3 separate regions of the Oryctolagus cuniculus genome follow, and all the other regions are linked to region 2. Evidence: chromatin contacts called from public Hi-C data. All regions are on one chromosome and are shown on one strand. Each heading gives the region's core, a stretch centred on a gene start, on an enhancer-like site or on the middle of the called end of the contact. The rest is flanking DNA. Distances are from core to core; before and after follow the strand shown.

What was found. Hi-C and Micro-C count contacts between places; a contact is called where the count stands out from the background.
Region 1: a contact with region 2 is called in a Hi-C map of an unstated tissue, with 2.1 times the contacts expected there. The contact joins the enhancer-like site here to the promoter of PHLDA1 in region 2. A contact is called at or near these places in 2 of 6 Hi-C or Micro-C datasets (ear pinna and an unstated tissue).
Region 3: a Hi-C map of liver shows a contact between it and region 2, with 9 times the contacts expected there. The contact joins the enhancer-like site here to the promoter of PHLDA1 in region 2. A contact is called at or near these places in 2 of 6 Hi-C or Micro-C datasets (embryonic fibroblasts and liver).

Annotation. Positions count from the first base shown.
Region 1 is chr11:78,472,179-78,475,221 of mOryCun1.1, reverse strand. No RefSeq gene overlaps it. Among named protein-coding and RNA genes, the nearest start is that of PHLDA1, 68 kb to the left of the region's middle. Within about 2 kb of position 1,666, at least 2 of the 8 cell types and tissues checked have an H3K27ac peak or open chromatin away from gene starts, as enhancers often do.
Region 2 is chr11:78,539,697-78,542,548 of mOryCun1.1, reverse strand. PHLDA1 (pleckstrin homology like domain family A member 1) reads left to right here and starts at 1,280. Exons shown (of 2, transcript XM_002711345.5): 1 at 1,280-2,746. The coding sequence starts at 1,518. The coding sequence ends at 2,720. LOC138844398 (a long non-coding RNA gene) reads right to left here and starts at 1,255. Exons shown (of 2, transcript XR_011380171.1): 1 at 466-1,255; 2 at 1-47.
Region 3 is chr11:78,413,979-78,417,125 of mOryCun1.1, reverse strand. No RefSeq gene overlaps it. Among named protein-coding and RNA genes, the nearest start is that of PHLDA1, 130 kb to the left of the region's middle. Within about 2 kb of position 1,870, at least 1 of the 8 cell types and tissues checked has an H3K27ac peak or open chromatin away from gene starts, as enhancers often do.

The DNA.
Region 1 (3,043 bases), core at 417-2,916, 68 kb after region 2:
GCTTCCGCACAGCTGCCTCCAGTTCAACCAATTAACTGTAGGACTTGCTCCTGATTGGAGAGCGGCGTACTCGGCGTGTGGGCAGCCGAGTTGGGATTGGCGGAGGAGGACTATAAAGGAGGAGAGAGACGGCATGCACCAGAAACATCTATGGGGAACATCTAAGGGAACCCGTGCAGCCCCCGAGAAAAGCCGGCCGGCGGTGTGCCGCTCCCCTGCGGAAGTGGGGAATGCGGCCAGGGGGAACTGCCCTTCCACGGAGGTGGAAGGGATAGTAGCCAACCCGGGAAGAACCAGCAGCAAACCCGGGGAGGGCCGAGCAGACGAAAGAACAGCGCAGGGTCCTGTGTTGCTCCTCCACGAAGAGGGGGAGCGACAGTCTAGTTCATTTGACCTCATGTGTTTTTTTGAGGGAGGATATATTCTGTTATGATAAGGTATTTAGAAAACAGTGCTATCATTTGTAGACCCTTATGGGGATAGAAATTGCATTGAAAGCTCATCTTGGGCAGGGAGATGCTTGTGAATTCTGCTACTCAGCAGGTGCTTGCCTTTTCCCTTGCTACTGAAGTGTGAACAGAGGAGCTGAGAACAATCTCAGCACACAGGGCTCCAATACAATGAATAATGTGCACAATTAGAGATTTTCCTGTTTGTCCTTTTTAGGTATTTGCTTTCTATTTGGCACATGCTTTTGAATGAACCATTTTTGGTTTTCAGATTCACATACTGAAGGCTTTCTGATTTTGCTTAAAACTGACATCAGAGGTGGGCATTTGGCCGAGCAGTGAAGAGGCCCATTGTGTTGTCTGCATCCCACATCAGAGTGCTTGGGTTCAATTCCCAGCTTTGGCTCCTGATTCAGTGGATTCCTGGATCTGTCTTCCTGCCAGTGTGGACCCCAGAGTCAGGGCTGATGGCTCAGATAGTTGGGTTCCTGCCACCCACATATGATTGAATTCCTGGCTCCCAGCTTCAGGGCTCCACAACCCCACAGGCATTTGGGGAGCCACCAGCAGATACGAGCGCTTTCTCTCTGTTTTTCTGCCTCATAAAAGAAAAAAGCTGAAATCACACATGAAGTATTAGATTCTGGCTACAGGGAATTCTTCAGATTGCATTTGTACTCCTGGACTAGCTCTAAACTCATTGCCTTTTCAGAATCCTTTTTGTTAAATGTGAATAACTCTACTCAATCCATTCTGAATTTCATCCTGACATTAGTTTCCTCTTCTTCCTCTGAGCAAGCCAAGCAAATTCTCTAAATACCAACTAAGAGCTTGATTTTCAAAGGTCATTGTTCTCCACGCAGCTCCCATACGCCTCCACCCCCAGCTCATGTCTAAGGAGCTCGGATGACTGCATAAAACATCAGATCAGTGGGCACTGCCAAACGGTCCTTGATGCCAGTTAAACTGCTACGTTTTTGTGTCATAAAATCAATGTTTATCCCATATTTGCAACCCCTGAGCTGCATTCTCCTTCATTCTCTTGCTGTCTCCTGCCAATGGATTTGCATCATTTCTGTGTGTGCCTTGTTTGACTGCCCTGTCTCCAGCTCTGTTGAGACTATCTGTGGGTGGTTTCCCTGCATGGAGATGACAAGGGCAAAGGTTAGAAGCGTCCATGATTCATTTCCTCTTTGCTGCACGCAGTGGATGGTTTCCTGGGTGAGTCACTCAAATGCCAAACACAGGAGGGATTTTCTTCACACAGAGACTCTGCTATGCCCTGCATTAGAGACTGGGTTCTTAGTATCTCTTTACAAGTTTCGTACTTTTTCTGATGATTTCATAAGCCCATCTTTTCTTCGTGTCTGATGACTGATTTGTGGACTCGCCCTACCCCTTAGAAAGCATTCTCATAACTCATGGAACTCCATAGAATTCTGACTCTAGAATAATTAGACTCTCACAAATATGAGGCAGGCATTTGGCACAGGGATTGAGATGCTTGCATCCCCTGCCTGAGAGACTGGCTTTGAGCCCTGGCTCCATCTCCCGATTCCAGCTTTCTGCTAATGTACACCCTGGACAACAGCGGGTGATTGCTCAAGTATTTGGGTCCCTGATATCCATGTGGGAGAGCGAGGCTGAGTTCCCAGATTCCAGTTTTGGCCTGGCCCAGCATCCGGGGAGTGAACCAGCTGATGGTAGCTCTCTGTCTGTCTCAGTCTTTCTGCCTTTCAAGTAAGTAAATAATAAACAAAAACTCAAATATATACTCCAAACACATTCCTGGTATCTCTTCCATGTGAAACATTAACCACAGTCTACTCAGGGCTATTCAAAAACCCACTGTCGTCTTTTTCTTTCCAGAATAATAATTTCTGGGAGGAGCGTGGACATCAGCTCAGGGAGATGGTGTTTAAATACTGAGAGCTAAGATCTGCAACACATTGTTGTTTTCTCAATGAGGGCAGGCTATTATTTCCTTTTTTTAAACCTTTAAAAATTATAAAATAGAATATACAAATAACAGACACAGATGTATAGGATAATTACTAGGTGAACATCCTCCATCCAGAAATGGAACATAGCCAGCCCCTCCTTGGTTTACCTTGTAAACCACAGCCCTTCCCTTCCCTCTTGAGGCAGTCACTACCCTGACCTTTGTGGTAATCACATCCTTGCTTTTCTTACCACCCATGTATGCAAGGTTACTACTTTTAAATCAGTATTACTTCTCTCTTCTGCCGGTGACACCTGTGATTCATTTGTATTAAGTAATGATCACAGATGACATTGGACTGGAGTCTTGTGTGTGTACTGTTGTCATATCACACCCCAATTCCATAGGACTGCTTATCCCTATCTATAGTGTCATCAACTAATAATCCTAAAACACATGTTTAAAATAATGACAGTTGGGATGGGTGTTGCGGCGCAGTGGGTTACATTGCCGCTTGGGATGCCCACATGCCATATCGGAGTGCCTGTTTGAATCCTGCCTATTCTGCTTCTGATATAACCTCCTGCTCATACATCCTGGGAGGCAGCAAATGGTGACTCATATATGTGGTTCCCTGCTACGCATGTGGGAG
Region 2 (2,852 bases), core at 31-2,530:
GGATGAACAGCTGGTCATGTAGAAATTCCCTGGAATGCTCACTTGTCCTACAAAGGCAGGGAGAGAAACAAATGAGATGTTAAGGTAGTGTTTGTCACTAGCACTTAAAATTGTAAATCTTAACAGTTTTACTAGAAATCTTTGCATACTTTTAATAATTGTGAAGGCCCTGGGGTCTGGCAGAGGGCAATTGAGTGGGAATTGTCGCATTTGATCAGATACTGTGTCTTGGATTAAGAATAAGGCCCTCCGAAGTTTAAAAGGCACCCTTTGTTCTGATTGCCTTGGCATTAATCTTAAAATGACACACAAAGGATGTGACTATGGCGGAGTTCTCCAAGTTCATCGACCACTTTCTCTTCCCCGCCTTTACGTCTTTGTAGCAAGTAGCAGATGAGCTAAGCGCCTTTCTTCCACTCTGGGCACAGCAGCAGCCTTTCCTCTTACCTTGGCCACCCCTCTTACCTTGGCCACCCCTGGTTTACTTAGGCTGATCTGTCCTCCCCAGCAGGGTCAGAACAGTCAGGGCTGCCCATTGCGTAGTGGACGAGTTCCCCCACCAGGAGGCGCTGTCTCTGTTTTTGCCCTTTTTTCGGCTTCACCTTGCTGGGAAGCAGTTTCTACAGAAACTGTTTAAAGCAGGACTTCAACGGAGTCGGAGCCGGCGAGGAGGGCTTTCTTTTCCTTCCCCGGTCACAGATAAATGAGACTCCCAAACTGGGATCTGGCCCGTTGGGAGGAGTTTGCGAAGAGGGACCCGCGGGGGCCAGCCAGGCGTTCGGAAGACTGAACTGCCTACAAGCGTGGGGTCCCTGAGCCCTACTCTCGCCCTTTGTAGTCAGTCTAGTGACTGCGCTAACAGATGTTGCAGGCCGCGGCGAACGTTGAGAAGGAAGCCGCAGCGTCACCATCGCGGGCGAAGGGGACTGGCGAGTGACCAGACGCCACCTCTAGCGGGTCCATCTTTCCCCAGCCACCCCTTCCACACCGGACAGACGGTAGCGCTATTGCTTCAACAATCGTCCGCTCACTCCGAGAAGAGTGATTTAATGACGCGGACCGGAGTGCGATGTCCCCCCGCCTGCTTCTGCGGGAGGCTTGCTGCCGCGGGACTCCGCACCCGCGGGCCTCACCCCTGGCTCCCCTGCTCGCCGAGGCCGGGGCGGGCGTTCTGCGGGGTCTCGAGCGCACACAGGGCCTGGCCTGGAAGCTGTCCCCGCCTCCGCAGCCCCGTCCTCACTTCCTGAGCCTGGGCACGGAGAACTGCGCGGGGCCTAGGAGAGGCGGGACGCGAGGCGGGGGAGGATGGCCTCTCGGCGCCCTCGGGGCGTCGGCATTGGTCGCCGGGCAGGTGGGGAAGCCCTCGGCGCTCGCCCCGGGCGGAGGAGAGGAGTTTCCGGGGCTCGGGCTCCCGCCGGCTCCCCGGACCAGAAGCGCGGCAGCGAGCGGGTGGCGAGAGGCGGAGCCAGGGACGCAGGGGGCGTGGACGCGGCCGGCTTTGGAAGGGCCCCAAGTTAATGAGGCGTGCGCCGGCAGCCGAGCGCCTCTCCGAGCTGGGCTTTCCCCCGCGGTGCGGGCGCCAGGAGCCGCCTTTTCCGCTGGGTGTCACTCGGGGGTGGAGAGGATGGCCCATTCAAAAGCGCCGCGAGGGGGCCCGGCCAGTAGCCGTCAGTGAGCGCTGGCAGGAGGACGGCGGAGGCCAGACAGCTGGCTGCTCCGGGACCTTGCGGCGCATCAGGAAGCGGCTGCCCCTCTGCCCCGACCCAGAGCCGCCGCCGCCGCTCTGCCTCCTGCGCGTTAGCCTCCTCTGTGCGCTCCGGGCAGGTGGCCGTGGGAGCCGCTGGGGCGAGGACGGCGCGCGGCTGCTGCTGCTGCCCCCGGCCCGGGCGGCTGGACGCGGAGAGGCCGAGCCGAGTGACGTCCCCCTCTATGCCGGGAGGATGTTGGAGAGCAGCGGCTGCAAGGCGCTGAAGGAGGGGGTGCTGGAGAAGCGCAGCGACGGGCTACTGCAGCTCTGGAAGAAAAAGTGCTGCATCCTCACCGAGGAGGGGCTGCTGCTCATCCCGCCCAAGCAGCTGCAACACCAGCAGCAGCAGCAGCAGCAACAGCCCGGGCAGGGGCCGGCCGCCGACCCGTCCCAACCCGGGGCCCCCGCTGTCGCCGGCCTCGAGCCGCCCGTCAAGCTCAAGGAATTGCACTTTTCCAACATGAAGACCGTGGACTGCGTGGAGCGCAAGGGCAAGTACATGTACTTCACTGTGGTGATGGCCGAGGGCAAGGAGATCGACTTTCGGTGCCCGCAGGACCAGGGCTGGAACGCCGAGATCACGCTGCAGATGGTGCAGTACAAGAATCGGCAGGCCATCCTGGCGGTCAAGTCCACGCGGCAGAAGCAACAGCACCTGGTCCAGCAGCAACCCCCGCAGTCGCAGAGCCAGCTCCAGCCTCAGCCGCAGGCACAGCCTCAGCCGCCGCCCCAGCCCCAGCCCCAGCCCCAGCTCCAGCCCCAGCCCCAGCTCCAGCCCCAGCTCCAGCCCCAGCTCCAGCCTAAGCCTCAGCCCCAGCAACTCCACCCGTACCCGCATCCACATCCACACCCGCACCCACACCCGCACTCGCACCCTCACCCTCACCCACTCGCGCTCCCGCACCAACCGCTGCACTCGCACTCGCAGCCGCACGGGCACCGGCTCCTCCGCAGCACCTCCAACTCTGCCTGAAGGGGGCAGTACCCGGGCCAGAGCAGGTAAGGCCCCCGGCACCCCCGGGGAGTGGGAAGCTTGTCCAGGGATTCGGCTCTTGGAGAAGAGGTGGGAGATCACCGCAAGTTTCTGGGGCGGTGGGGAGAAGAA
Region 3 (3,147 bases), core at 621-3,120, 130 kb after region 2:
TGATTGGCTTGAAAACATTGCCTGCCAGGTGGTACAATACCCTGCTAACGTGGGAGCTGGCAACAGAAACACAGCAGGCAATCAGCTGAAGTGACATCTTCAAGAGCATCAAGATGTCATTAAGAGAAGGCTTGAAGGCCATTGGAATTAAATGGAGAGAGGTTGAGTTCACTTTATGTTTAATTCTCTAGGAAATATTTGTAATTCTTGCCTGTCATTCCTGCTGAATTGCATGTTCCTGCTGCCTGCTGATACACCCACCCCCACTTCAAATACAGTAGAGTTGTTTTGGAAAAGAGAGAGTCTACTCTGGGATGTTTGGGTTGATTGAAGGAAGAGGCAGATACTGACCCAAAGGGGTGGGTGACCACTGAAAATGATGTAAGAAGTGGGAAATCCACAAGGCCTATTTTAGACAAAATGGTAATGTTTGGTGATCTTCACACCTTTCTCTGATTACTCCTTATCCCGTCTAGAAATACACCAAAAATACATTTTGCACCTTAGTGTAAATTACATTATTTTGCTCCATTTTTTAAAAAAGATTTATTTATTTTTTAAAGTCACAGTTATAGAGAGAGGGAGAGAAGAAGGGAGACAGAGAGAGGTCTTCCATCCAGGGGTTCACTCCCCAGTTGGCTTCAACAGCCAGCACTGGTCCAGGCCAAAGCCAGGATCCAAGAGCTTCATCTAGGTCTCACATGGTGGCAGGTGCCCAAGGACTTGGGCCATCTTCTGCTGTTTTTCCCAGAGCATTAGCAGGGAGCTGGGTTGGAAGCAGAGCAGTCTGGATACAAACGAGTGGCCATAGGGAATGCCAGATTTGTAGGTGGCAGCTTTACCCACTATACCACGGAGCCAGTCCATGTATTGCTGTTTTATACAGTTAAAAAAAAGGTACCAGCTACAACAAATAAAAATATTTGACTCTTATATCCATGTGGACTTAAAAAAATCCACTGTAAAAGGGCAAGGAAAAATTTTCTGGGTTTAACTAAATTTGCTCTGATTAGATGCTATCTTTAAGACTTTCCCTCCCTTCTTGTCTTCTTTCCTTCCTCCTTTCCAACTGCACTTCCTCTCCTTGTCTTCCCTTTCTTTTTTTCTTCCCTTTCAGAAGAGGAAATGGAAGGAAAATAGTAAAACTTGGAAATGGGCTTTATAAACTCTCTATTGCAGCCAGGTTGTGAAATACATTGCATTTGATCAATACTACAATTTGGACCTTGGAATATAAATAACTTCCCTTCTCTTCTCAGTGCTGTTTTTCAGCTCAGTAAGCATTGCTTAGCCTGAGGAATTTTGTAGGATTTCAGGCTGGCCCTCTGTTGTAGGGTGTTTCTATCGTCTCCTGTGAAAAGAGGAGGGGAGGGGAGCTCAGATCCATCTCCTCATCACCCTGTGTGGGAGAGCTTCGCACCTGGTTGCCAGGGTGTCCTTCTCCTGGAAGCAAGAGCAGAAGTGCAGCCTTGGCTGGCTAGCTGGCTGCTCCTTCAGTTCCAGCTGTGTGCACAGGGTCTGTCACAGGTAGTGAATATGTGACAGTGAAAATGATGTCGGCAGGGAGGCAGCCGAGCCAAGGGGAACTTACGACTGCCAGCACTTATCCAAACCCCACCCCCTTCTGTGCAGGTGCAGCTACTGGAGTTGTGCCGAGCAGCAATATCCAACATGGCTGCAGGCTGGGTCCCCCAGATGCTAATGAAATTTTGGTGATTGGCATACCCACTTCCATCATGCACCTGATGCATGACTCTTCCAAGATTTCAAAAAAAAAAAAAAAAAAAAAAAAAGGCACAGAAATGGGCAGTCCTCAAGCCCCGCCTCAAACTGCCTCCTTTGAATGTTCAGCTAAGTTCTACCCCAGCCACCAGCCCCTGTCCTGTAAAAGGATGACCCTGATCTTTAGTAATTGTAGCGCCTCCTATGAGCTTGCCCTCATTCCTGATTACTTTCCCTTTGCCTTTCGATAAATCCTGCTTCCCTGCTCACCTTTATCTATGTCTCTTCCTTGGATTCTTTTCCATTTTGAGACAAGAACCTGGAGCTGCTGGAGGGGTCCTCCACAGCCAAAAGTCCTGTTACTTCTCTTGCCAGCTTCCCCAGCACAGGACTCCCACAGGGTCCAGTCCTGGAAGGAACTTGGTAAGGACTGTTAAAATTTGTTTGCTGAATGAGGTGTGATGTGGCAAGTTTTGGGGAATTTGTAGTCATTTCCTCAACCTCTTACTAAGTTTTCATTTGGTACTTCTGGCTGGATGATTTTGTTTTTAAATCCTGCTTAACTTTTAGCACTGCTATTACCCCAAAATGTGACTATTTCTAAATGTGTGATATTGATGTTTTAGAGAGAGGTCCTGAAGATAGAGAAACAGAAAAGGGAGTTTTAGTGGGATTTTTCCCCTAAATATGATTTAAAGCGATATTTTTAGAAAACATCCAAGTCTTAGCCTGTCAGTAGGTTATCAGCTCAATCTGGTGGGTGTCAACTTGCAGCAGATTTACAAAAAAAAAGATTTATTTATTTGAAAGGCAGAGTTACAAAGCAAGAAAGGGAGAGAGACAGAGAGAGAGAGAGATCTTCCATCCATTGGTTCACTCCCCTAGTGGCTACAACAGTGGGGGCTGGGTTAGGCTGAAGCTCTGAGCCAGCAAATCCATCCAGGTCTCCTACATGGATGGCAGGGGCCCAAGCACTCAAGCAATCATCTGCTGCTTCTCCAGCGCATTAGCAAGAAGCCGGACTGGAAGTGGAGTAGCTGGGACTTGAACTAGCACTCCAATATGGGGTGTGAGAAACGCAAGTGGTGTCTTAACCCACTGTGCCACAATGCCTGTCCCGGCAGCATTTCTTAAAAGGAGAAAATTAAAATAGAAAATAGGAAAGTTGAGCACAGTTTCATAAAACTTTTGTTCCTGTTATGCATTCCTGTGAGAAGGTGTATTCGGACGGGATGTGCAATGCGTTTCTAACAGGAGGTCCAAAGAATTTGAAGCTGTTTTTTAAAGGCCTTCATGCTTTCTGGGTTCATTTTAAAACATTGTGTGCTGGCTAAGATCTTCAGTCACTTAGCTAACCACTTACATTTAACAGCTTACATTTAGTTAACAGCGTACATTTCTGGAGAAACAGCTTAACAGCAAGCA